Regions from separate parts of the Sus scrofa genome. Here region 2 is linked to region 1. The links are chromatin contacts, called in public HiChIP or PLAC-seq maps. All regions are on one chromosome and are shown on one strand. Each heading gives the region's core, a stretch centred on a gene start, on an enhancer-like site or on the middle of the called end of the contact. The rest is flanking DNA. Distances are from core to core; before and after follow the strand shown. Region 1 overlaps REL (proto-oncogene c-Rel). Region 2 has its middle 54 kb from the start of PAPOLG.

The links. HiChIP or PLAC-seq counts read pairs in DNA pulled down with a chosen protein or histone mark.
Region 2: a contact with region 1 is called in an H3K27ac HiChIP or PLAC-seq map of alveolar macrophages. The contact joins two enhancer-like sites. A contact is called at or near these places in 2 of 47 Hi-C or Micro-C datasets (blood and epiblast stem cells) and 1 of 2 datasets of contacts at active chromatin or transcription factors (alveolar macrophages).

Annotation. Positions count from the first base shown.
Region 1 is chr3:80,891,682-80,897,311 of Sscrofa11.1, forward strand. It overlaps REL (proto-oncogene c-Rel), which reads right to left. Exons shown (of 10, transcript XM_005662527.3): 4 at 1,194-1,285. Among named protein-coding and RNA genes, the nearest start is that of REL, 18 kb to the right of the region's middle. Within about 2 kb of position 2,585, at least 2 of the 83 cell types and tissues checked have an H3K27ac peak or open chromatin away from gene starts, as enhancers often do. A contact at or near this core is called in alveolar macrophages, where this site is marked.
Region 2 is chr3:80,968,528-80,974,020 of Sscrofa11.1, forward strand. No RefSeq gene overlaps it. Among named protein-coding and RNA genes, the nearest start is that of PAPOLG, 54 kb to the right of the region's middle. Within about 2 kb of position 3,859, at least 20 of the 83 cell types and tissues checked have an H3K27ac peak or open chromatin away from gene starts, as enhancers often do. A contact at or near this core is called in alveolar macrophages, where this site is marked.

The sequences.
Region 1 (5,630 bases), core at 1,335-3,834:
CAAACCATAGAGTACCATTAAAAAGTAAGCCAGATATATAAGAACTAACATGGAAAGATGTTTAAGATATATTCCTGAGTGAAAAGAAAGGAGTAGTAGATTAGGAAGTAAAACATGATTCCAATTGTATAAAGAAGCATGTACACATATGACACATGTATAAAGGAAATTCTAGAAAATTTTACATCAAATTTAAGAGTAGACTTTTATGGTAAGACTAAAGGAATAGAAAGGGACTTTTGCTTTTAGTATGATACTAAATATGAAAAATAAAGACCCAGTGAAAAGAGATGCAGATCTGATAATTCATAAAAACAGTACTTGTCTGCGAGCATATTAAACTATCACCATATCCCTTAAATTATCTTCATACATCCAGGAAAAACACAAACCAACAATGTAAGACTCTCTTACATATGACAAAGAAATCTATTCTTTGGAAATTGTATAACTGTTCAGTACTTGAATTATGCATATTTAAGAAGCTACAGATGACTTTACAATGGCGACTACTGTAGTACAGGATGTTAGCATATGGCTTGGGAGTCATTTTTCTATTCAAAAAATATAGCCCTCACCTATTCTGCAGCCACTGTGGCACAATTACCAAGTGCTACACCAGATAGTGCCTCCCCAACAAAATCCAATGAACAGTAGATATTTAGCTGTGTACACAAATACACCACGAAAATATATCATATAGCTTCTACTATATATTTCACACTGGAATTAATTTAGGTTACACTGTTGAATATGCCCTTGAGATAAATGTACTCCAATACCTTATAACCACAGTGCCTACTCAACATTCAGAGAGGGGAGTGTATATTGTCTGTGGAGTGGTGAAAAGATGGCCACATTCACAAAGAATCAGAATATTTTTGAGATGGTTTTCTTAGAAAAAAAATGACACTCTTTGCTGATAGTAGAAAGCTCTGTCTGAATGAGAATTCTTTTAAAACTGAAACATTTTAAATACACTTCATTCCTCTGACACAAGACACGTATGTAAGTGAACAGAGAACTTAAGACAGCTTTTAAAACACAGTTTCAATGGCACATTGTCAATCAACTATACTTTAATTTAAATATGTAATAAAAAAACCCCACAGGTTCAAGATACAAATAGAAATCACTTAATACAAATAAGTCAATACTCAAATAATAGAAACAATTGTATCAAACATACTTACCATTGAAAGGATTGATTCCTGCCCGTATTCTTGAAATAATAGCTTCTTTTACTTCTTTTTTTTTTACACATCGAATACCCAAATTTTGAAAACTAGAAAGAAAACACAACTTTCAAATTGCTGTACAGCTAGACACAAGGACACATAAATGAGGTTTTACTAAAGAATACTGCCTAAAACAAGCATAGATCCAACACTGAAGAGTCATTGTACTGTTAGATGGGGTATTAAAAGCATGAAATACATTTCCAATTGCTATGGTAAAGATGTGAGGATAAAAAATGGGGTTATATTTCTAAGGGAACTGTTAAAAGAAAATTAGCATATACTGTATCACTTTATTTATTTATTTATTTGTCTTTTTGCATTTTCTAGGGCTGCTTCCCGTGGCATACGGAGGTTCCTAGGCTAAGGGTCTAATCGGAGCTGTAGCCGCCAGCCTATGCCAGAGCCACAGCAACGTGCGATCCGAGCCGCGTCTACAACCTACACCACAGCTCACGGCAACACCGGATCCTTAACCCGCTGAGCAAAGGCAGGGACCAAACCTGCAACCTCATGGTTCCTAGTTGGATTCGTTAACCATTGCGCCACAATGGGAACTCCAGCCAATACTGTATCATTTTTACATATAGTGTTTTTACAGTTATATCTTACTAACATGCGTAATCTAACATAGCAAAGCAGACAAAGATTAATAGGAAATAATAGGAAAGTGACACCAAAAAGCTAAAATTCACCTCCCAAATTCAAAATCAAATCAATAAAATCTGTACATTTGGTAATGTAAAGCAAAAGTTGTGAAAAAAAAAAAAACTGCCCACAGGCTGACACCTAAAGGTATAGTTTTGCTGAACTCATAAAAGTATTGACTACACTTTTAAAAAATGTGCATAGACTACCAACATTTAAAAATCAGCTAACTGTATATAAACATCTGGACTTCCAGCTTCTCTTGGACATTTTAAAGGTCTGGCAACAATAAACTGGCACAGAAGCACCTGGCTGGAGCTGAGCACCTGCAGCCCTGTTTACACAGGGCTCTCCAGTTTACTAGTCGTTGCTAGTCCCCTTACACTTGAGTCTTTCCACTCCACGAACATCTAGCTTTTGACTTCACATGACTTCACTGCTAGTAGCACAGGCATATGTCTTAAGCCATACCACATGAAGTTATAATAATCATCATAAGAAAGCATCTAAATATATATTTTTTCATTAGAGAGATATTTAATACTAACAATAATATTTAACAACATTTTCAAAATGTCATTATGGAAAATTTCTCAACAGCTACAAATATTACTAATTTGCATCTATGCAGTATAGATGATGGTGGTGGGAACTCCCCTACCACCACCAGTCATACTTGTTCCCACATGGAAAAACCATGACATCATTAAAGTTGGGTGGGTGTGAATAAGGAAGCAAAACTTGATTATAATAACATTACTATTTGTTCAAACCTCACATGGCCCTTTGCAACAGGAGGCCGCTTGCCCTATGTGCCCCTTCCATGCTTTGGTGTCTTATGTTTATGCTCTTCATATTCACCACACTCCTGATTTTGTTAGCACCTAAAATACCTTCAATATTTCCTCCTCCTGCCTCTAATAATTAAAAAATAGGAGAGTTCCCATTGTGGTGCAGTGGTTAAGGAATCTGACTAGGAACCATGAGGTTGCAGGTTCGATCCCTGGCCTTGCTCAGTGGGTTAAGGATCTGATGTTGCTGTGGCTGTGGTATAGGCCGGCGGCTACAGCTCTGATTAGACCCCTAGCCTGGGAACCTCCATGTGTCATGGGTTCTGCCCTAAGAAGACAAAAGACAAAAAAAAAAAAAATTAGACAAAGATCTTCCCTCTGGCCAGATGCAGCCCTAGAAAAGATGAGAAAAAAAAAAAAATCTTGAACACATAATCCTTTTTTGAAATCCTGAAACCATAATCCTCTTTCTCAAAAGTATTCTACTCTTTTGAAAGATTTTTCAGGTGGTTCTCACTTTTTTTTTGACAAAAGATTTTACTTTAAAGAACTCTTCATTTTAATATATTTATACACTAATTGATTGCTTCACCTGAATAATCATATTTGACTGCAATTCATACAATGAAATTGTGACATGAGAAATCCAAGGATCACAGAGATTAGAGATTATGTGAATCAATTTTTCATTCATTCAGACTCATTCCACAAATTCTGGGGTTCCTACTATGCACGAACAGCTCTAGTAAGTAATGGGAATATACACTCCCTCTTCTTATGGAACTTAGAGTCTAGAGCAGTGGTTGGCAAACTATAGTCCACAGACTAAATCTTGACCACCACCTGTTTTGTAAATAAAGTTTTACTGGAACACAAACTCTTTTGTTTGCATGTTATCTATGGGTGCTTTCATGCCACAACGGCAGAGTTCACTAGTTGCAACAGAGACCACAGGGCCTACAAAGCCTAAAATATTTACTATCTGGACTTTTATAGAAAATGTTTATGTTGCTCTCTAATCAAGGGAAACAGTTGTTAAGTAATCACACACAAAAATGCTAAACCAAAGCCCTGACAGGTGTCATAAAGGAGATACACATGATGTCACAGAAGCCTAGGATGGGAGAGGTGATCAACTACGTGACAGTTACGAAAGTCACTGAGAGAGGTGAAGAGATTCAAGACCTATTTAGGAGGTACGTGTTAGTGAATTCTATGTGTGCATGTCTGTGAGGGGGTTGTTAAGGATGACACCTATGTTTGGGACATTTATAGCAACCAGTAAAATAAGGTACATTAGAAGACCAATTTTGAGATGAAAGAGGTTATGATCAGGGTAACATCATGGTTTGGGGGGATACTCTATTTGAGGTGCTTTTGAGATATTTAAGTGAGTATGCCAAAAAAGGGGAGTTGCAGAGTACCCCTTGTGACTCAGCAGAAATGAATGTGACTAGCATCCATGGGGACACAGGTTCAATCCGGGCCTTGCTCAGTGGGTTAGGGATCTGGCACTGCCATGAGCTGTGGTGTAGGTCACAGATGTGGCTCGGATCCAGTGTTGCTGTGGCTCTGGCTTAGGCCAGCAGATACAGCTCTGATTTGATCCCTAGCCTGGGAACCTCCATATGGCACTGGTGAGGGCTTAAAAAAGACCAAAAGGGGGGGGGGTTCCCTTGGTGGCTTAGTGAGTTAAGGATCTGGAGTTGTCACTGCTGTGGCTTGGGTTTGATCCCTGGCCTGGGAACTTCTGCATGCTGTGGGTGCAAGCTAAAAAAAAAAAAAAAAAAAAAAAAAAAATCAAACTTATTACCATTTCTCACTGAAAGGAACCATCAGAGATCCTTAAAAAACAAACACAAACACACACACACACAAAAAACAACTGATGATTTCAAGGCTGGGGCAAGAAAAGTACACTTCAGTCTTAAACACTGCTGTGTCAGAAAGTAAAGAACTGCTCAAAGAAAGAGGGGAAATATCAAAAGGAGAGAGCAAACAGTTTAAAGGGGCTTGCATTGGTCAAATTTGGGTCAATTTGAAAATCTAAATAATAATGCTGATAATGCAGTAGGATTCAATCACAATAAATTGAATATAAGAATCCATGAGTCTAGAACAGTACTTTGAGGTAGGAGAAGATGGGAAAGTTTTTCCTTTACAACAAAATGCTAATTAATATCACCAATGGAAAAACACTGATAATCACATCTTCTGAAACATTATTTTGAGAATAACACGACAGTTCCAACAGGCATTGCTGGACATAATTACAGTAGTCCAAAAATTTAAAAGTTTGAGAAGGAAGAGCCAGACAAGTAAGAAGTAAAACAGGAGAGTTTGTTTTCATAAAATCAGAAATCAAAGAATAAAAATGTTTCAAGAGAGGAGTAATATACAATGTAAAATGCTATTGGGAGGTCAAATAATATAAACAGGAATTATTTCTTGCCAAGTTTGTGTAACTAAATATTTTATGTTTTGTGTTGTAAGTAAAAGAAGAATGTTTTTAAAGAATATTTTCTATGGAGTTCCTGTCATGGCTCAGCGATTAATGAACCCAACTAGAATCCATGAGGACGCAGGTTCGATCCCTGGCCTCACTAAGTGGGTTAAGGATCCTGTGTTGCCTTGAGCTATGGTGTAGATCATAGACGTGGCTCAAATCCCACATTGCTGTGGCTCTGGCATAGACCACTGGCTTCAGCTCCAATTGGACCCCTAGCTTGGGAACCTCCATATGCCACAGGAGTGGCCCTAAAAAACAAACAAACAAACAAAAAAGAATATTTTCTAAAGGTTACTAAAATATTTTCTAAATAGAATTTAAGGAGGCTACTAATTTTTTCCTGTTGAAATGTTTCATTTTTCCTCCAAGGCAATACAAGTTCATTATAAAAAATGAATTATAAAGTAAACACCAGTTAAGAGAACATAAAACCTCACAATTCTT
Region 2 (5,493 bases), core at 2,609-5,108, 78 kb after region 1:
CCATTCATTCTGAGTTCTTTAGGTTTAAGGAATGGGAACTTGTACCAAGGAGCTGCTGGAGTTGGTAAAAAACTTCTCCTGAAATTCCTGTGTCTTAAAGTGTAGACCCAGGACAACCTGCATCAGAATTACCTAGGGGGTCAGATAAGGTTCAGTTACTCGGCCCTTCCCCATAGAGTAGGTCTCTGAATGGGGACCTGGAACCTGCATATTAACCAGGCACCTCTGGTTAAATTTTTTTTTTTTTTGGAGCTTTCGAGGACCTGTTTAAAATTTTAAGGTATAATTTACAAAGATAAGTACACATGTCTTAAGTGTATAGCTAGAATTTTTATGTATGAACACACATTTTAACCTGAGTACCTCTATGTAATAATCAGTCAGATCAAAGTAGAGGAGAAAATTTCTAAGTCTTCCCAGAGGTAACTTTTTTTTAAAAAAGAAAATTAATCTTAATAGTGTTTGAAAGGAGGCTAAAGCTGTGGGCTTTCAACTTTAACAAAAATAACAGATAATATTAAGGAAATCACTACTACATAACCCAGAGGTAACTTCTATTCTGAATATCACCCTGGACAACTTTTGCCTGTTCTTGAACCTCTTGATATGGAATCATACAGTATATGCTCTTTTGTGTCTTTCTTTCACTCACATTGTTTTTGCAATTTATCCATGTTATGTGTAGCAATGGTTTGTTCCTTTTTATTGCTGGTAATAGTCCATTGTATGACTGTGTCCTAACTTATCTGTCTATTCTCTTATTGAAGATAGCTTAGATTGTTTCCAGTTTTTGCTAATATTATTAAAGCTGCTATGAACTTTCTTATACTATGTGGTATACTTTCTCATATATATATACACACACACACATACACACTACATAACTTTCTTATACTATGCTCTCTGCTATATACTTTTACTATACTTTCATTTCTCTTGAGTCCTTTACCTAGTAGTGAAACTGCTTTAGGCTTAAGGTCCACTGGCCTACGCCACAGCCACAGCAATGCGGGATCCAAGCTGCGTCTGTGACTTACACCACAGCTCACAGCACTGACGGATCTTTTTTTTTTTTTTAATTATTTTTTATTTATTTACTTATTTATTTTATTACTCAAATGAATTTATCACATCTGTAGTTGTATAATGATCATCACAATCCAATATCACAGGATTTCCATCCCACAACCTAAGCACATCCCCCACCCCCCAAACTCTCTCCTCCAGAGACCACAAGTTTTTCAATGTCTGTGAGTCAGCATTTGTTCTGCAACGAAGTTCAGTCTGTCCTTTTTTCAGATTCTACATGTCAGTGAAAGCATTTGATGTTGGTGTCTCATTGTATGGCTGACTTCACTTAGCATGGTAATTTCTAGATCCATCCATGTTGCTAAAAATGCTGGTATTTTGTTCCTTTTAATGGCTGAGTAATATCCCATTGTGTATAGGTACCACATCTGCTTGATCCACTCCTCTGTTTAGGTTGTTTCCATGTCTTGGCTATTGCAAATAGTGCTGCAGTGAACGTCGGAGTACATGTGTCTTTGCGAGTCATTTTCTCTGGATAGATGCCCAGGAGTAGGATTGCTGGATCAAATGGTAGTTCTATGTTTAGTTTTCTGGGGAATCTCCATACTGTTTTCCACAGTGGTTTCACCATTTGACAATCCCATCAATAGTGTACTAGGGTTCCTTTTTCTCCACACCCTCTCTAGCACTTATTGTGTGTAGACTTTTGGATGATGGCCGTTCTGGCTGGTGTAAGGTGGTACCTCATCGTGGTTTTGATTTGCATTTCTCTAATAATGAGTGATGTTGAACATATTTTCATGTGTTTTATAGGTCATCTGTATGTCTTCTTTGGAGAACTGTCTGTTTAGTTCTTGGTACTGATGGATCCTTAATCCACAGAGCAAGGCCAGGTATCGAACCTGCAACCTCATGGTTCCTAGTCAGATTCGTTAACCACTGAGCCATGACAGGAACTCCTAGGCTTAAGTTTTGACTGCAGGAGGTAGATGGGAATTTATTTACAAACAGGAGCACAAAATGCAGTGCTAGTGCAGGATGTCAGCAATCACTACCTAAAAGGAAGAACGTGCCAGGGCTGAGAACTCAGTTGCTGATTCTAGCTCATGCAGTCTTAACAGGAGAGATTGCCCCCAAGGTGTCTCTTAGGTGGAGAGAAGCAGGAGGGGCAAAGATGTGGGGAAAAAAATCTTAGAAATTACAGTGGTTCATGACCCTGAGATATGCTGATATCCAGTAATGTCATGAGGAGAAGGACCATTAGGAAAAAAAAATATTTGACAAGTCTCCTTAGGGGGTGATAATGAAAACAGCTTGGGGAACACTGATTTAGCTAGACCTAGACATTCTCACATCTCCAAAATCTGAAACCTAGGAAGATCCTCACTCTTTGTGGTCCTGGAGGGTAACTTGGGAATAAACAACACTACCCAGAGGTACCCAAGGAAAATACAGCTAAGCTTCTCTGTGTATGTTGGGAAGGGATGGTGCTTGTAGGTTCAAGGAAAAGAATACTCTGAAAGGACAAGTAAATAATCACAATCTCTAAAGTTTTGTTTTTAGTTTTTTAGGGCCACAGGTCCAGCTAATGGATGTTTCCAGGCTAGGGGTCTAATTGGAGCTACAGCTGACGCCACAGCCACAGCAATGCCAGATCCAAGCCGTGTCTGCGACCTACACCACAGCTCCCAGCAATGCTGGATCCTTAACCCACTGAGCGAGGCCAGGGATAGAATCCACATCTTCCTGGATACTGGTTGGTTCATTTCTGCTGAGCCACAGCGGGAACTCTCACAATCCATTAAGATCTTGCTCTAATCAACACAGTGGCTAACCGGCCCATGAGAGGAAAAGTTTCTTTTATTAGCACCTTTTGTTGAGGAGGAAGTGATGAATGTCTCCCTCGGCCCTGCTGGGTGTCATGTAAGATCAGATCTTGCCTGGAGGAAGCTGTGGAACCACAATACAGCCACCACACTCAGGCTTCCTCGGCCCCTCAGCACCCATTGTTCTCCTTTAAGTCATGCGTGATGTTTCCGCCCCAGAAGGCCTTCCCTTGTGAGCAAATGGAAAGATAGTCAAAAATCTGGAAAGAATGAATGCATCAAAGAGAAAGCAGACACCATGAATCAAACCATGGGGAGATGCACACTGCCCTGACACCAGACAGGAAGAACGGGGCTTGGAGAGAAGCCCTGCAGTTCTCCTTAACCCCTGTTCTCTTCAACCTGGGTTTCTGGGGGGCCATTCACCCCTACTGGCCCCTGAGGCTTATGTGATTAGCTGTGAGAAGGGCCCTTGGGGCGATGTACCCCACCAAAGCCTGGCACTGACTCTGGCCCTGAATTACACACACTGGCAGTGTGATAGGTACACATCTGTAATCTGGGCAGCCTTAGTAGGCTCTTCTTAAGATTTCTGTGCCTCAGTTTCCTCCTCTGTAAAATGGGGGTGATGGTATTGGTCCCTACCTCATAGTGTTGTTATGAGGATGAAACTAGTGAATATATGGGACGTGCCCCAAACAGAGCTTTATAACTCATGGTCTTATGAATGGCCTATACTATTGCTTATGATAACTGATACCCGCCCTCAAGCTGCTCCCACACTAGAAAGGGGACTACTTTCTTACTTTTATTCACCTGAAGGCAAGTACATTTAAATAATTTTTGCCTCTTCTTCTCTGGACTTCAGGCAGGGATATTGCTGCCCCCTTGGGGTTGTCATTTCTTGACTGACCCGTTTTCCCCTCCCCTCTTCTCTCCCACTCAGCAGCCGAGCTCCAGAAGGGGAAGGTGGAGATAACCACTGTCCTTGGGTGGGGGCGGGGTATGCAGCGAAGAGGAAATTTTGATTGAGCCCAATGACTCATGAGTTACTGTACATTTGGCTCAGCAGGGTGAGGTCACAGCACAGACAGGGACCCAAGCTAAGCTCGGCGTGGCCAAGAAATGGAGCTGCTTTCACATGAGGCGTGCTCCAGAGCCATGGTGGTGGTCCTGGGTCATGCACACAACATTCTTTTCCTTTCCAGGTTATTTCGTTAAAAGGGATGTGATGAGCCTAGCTTGTGCAGACACATGTAGGGTCGCTTCTTCTGGTTTGGGGCGTAGCTTTCAAAGGCCCAGCTTATTTGTCCTGCGCCCCATTTCCTAAAGCTCCTTTGACCTTTCTGGAAGGTCACTGGATGATTTATTCTGAACACCACAGGTCGGGCTCCCCAGGAAGCAGGCTCTGCCACAGAGATTTGCCCATACAAAGCTTATAGGGGAATGATCTCAAGGTCAGTTCCTGTTGGGGGAGGAAGGGAAGCAGGATGGACAGAAGAAAAAGGAGAACGTCCATGCTGTCACAACAAAGCCTTCAGCCGATTCCCAAGGAGGTTGGGAGCCGGAATGGCCTTTGACGATTAGAGCCTGGGCAGGCTTTACAGTCCACATTGATCGTGGGATACAGGCTGCTCTGAAAAGGGGCAGAGCAGGTCCTGAGGATGTGGTTGTGAGCTGGGGTAATGAACACCCCGTGCTGAGGGCAGACCTGGGCAACCATGTACCTCAGCCTCCACCGCGCTGAGCGTGGACATTAGACCTTTCTGCCTTTTGCCACTGTTCACATACGCCCCATTTTCTAAGATCTGCAGAGTCCTGTGACTAACGGTACAGGTTTGGGAGTCCGACAGACTCACGTTCCAGTTCTATTTCTGCTGTTCATTTGGTAATATTTATAGAGTACATTTCAGGTGCTGTTCAAGGCACTGAAGGTACAAAAGTGATAACACCCTTCCCTCTGGAGCTTCTGTTCCATGGATGGCAGGAGGACACAGGCCATTATAAAAAGAAAAAAATGATACTAAGTGGACACACACACGTCCACTTAATATCATATATTCTGTATATGTATATACATATATGGAGTTTCCATCGTGGCGCAGTGGTTAACGAATCCGACTAGGAACCATGAGGTTGCGGGTTCGGTCCCTGCCCTTGCTCAGTGGGTTGACGATCCGGCGTTGCCGTGAGCTGTGGTGTAGGTTGCAGACGCGTCTCGGATCCCGCGTTGCTGTGGCTCTGGTGTAGGCTGGTGGCTACAGCTTCGATTCGACCCCTAGCCTGGGAACCTCCATATGCCGCGGGAGCGGCCCAAGAAATAGCAAAAAAAAGACAAAAAAAAATATGTACATAATATATAAATTATAGATTAGATTTCTATATTGCATAAGTGGTATATAGAATAATTAGTGATGTGGAGCAAGGAAGTAGGGCGTACGGGTCAGGGAATGATGGGAATGGCATTTTCTGCGGAGGTCAGGGAGGCCTTCCTGGGCTGAGAAGGTGACATCCGAGCAGACAGCAGACATGGCGTGTGGCCATGCAGAGATCTGGGGAGTGTGGATCCAGGTGGAGGGGACCTGATAAGGGAGTGTTCTGGGAGCACCAGGAGGCCAGCGTGTGGGTAGGGGAGGAA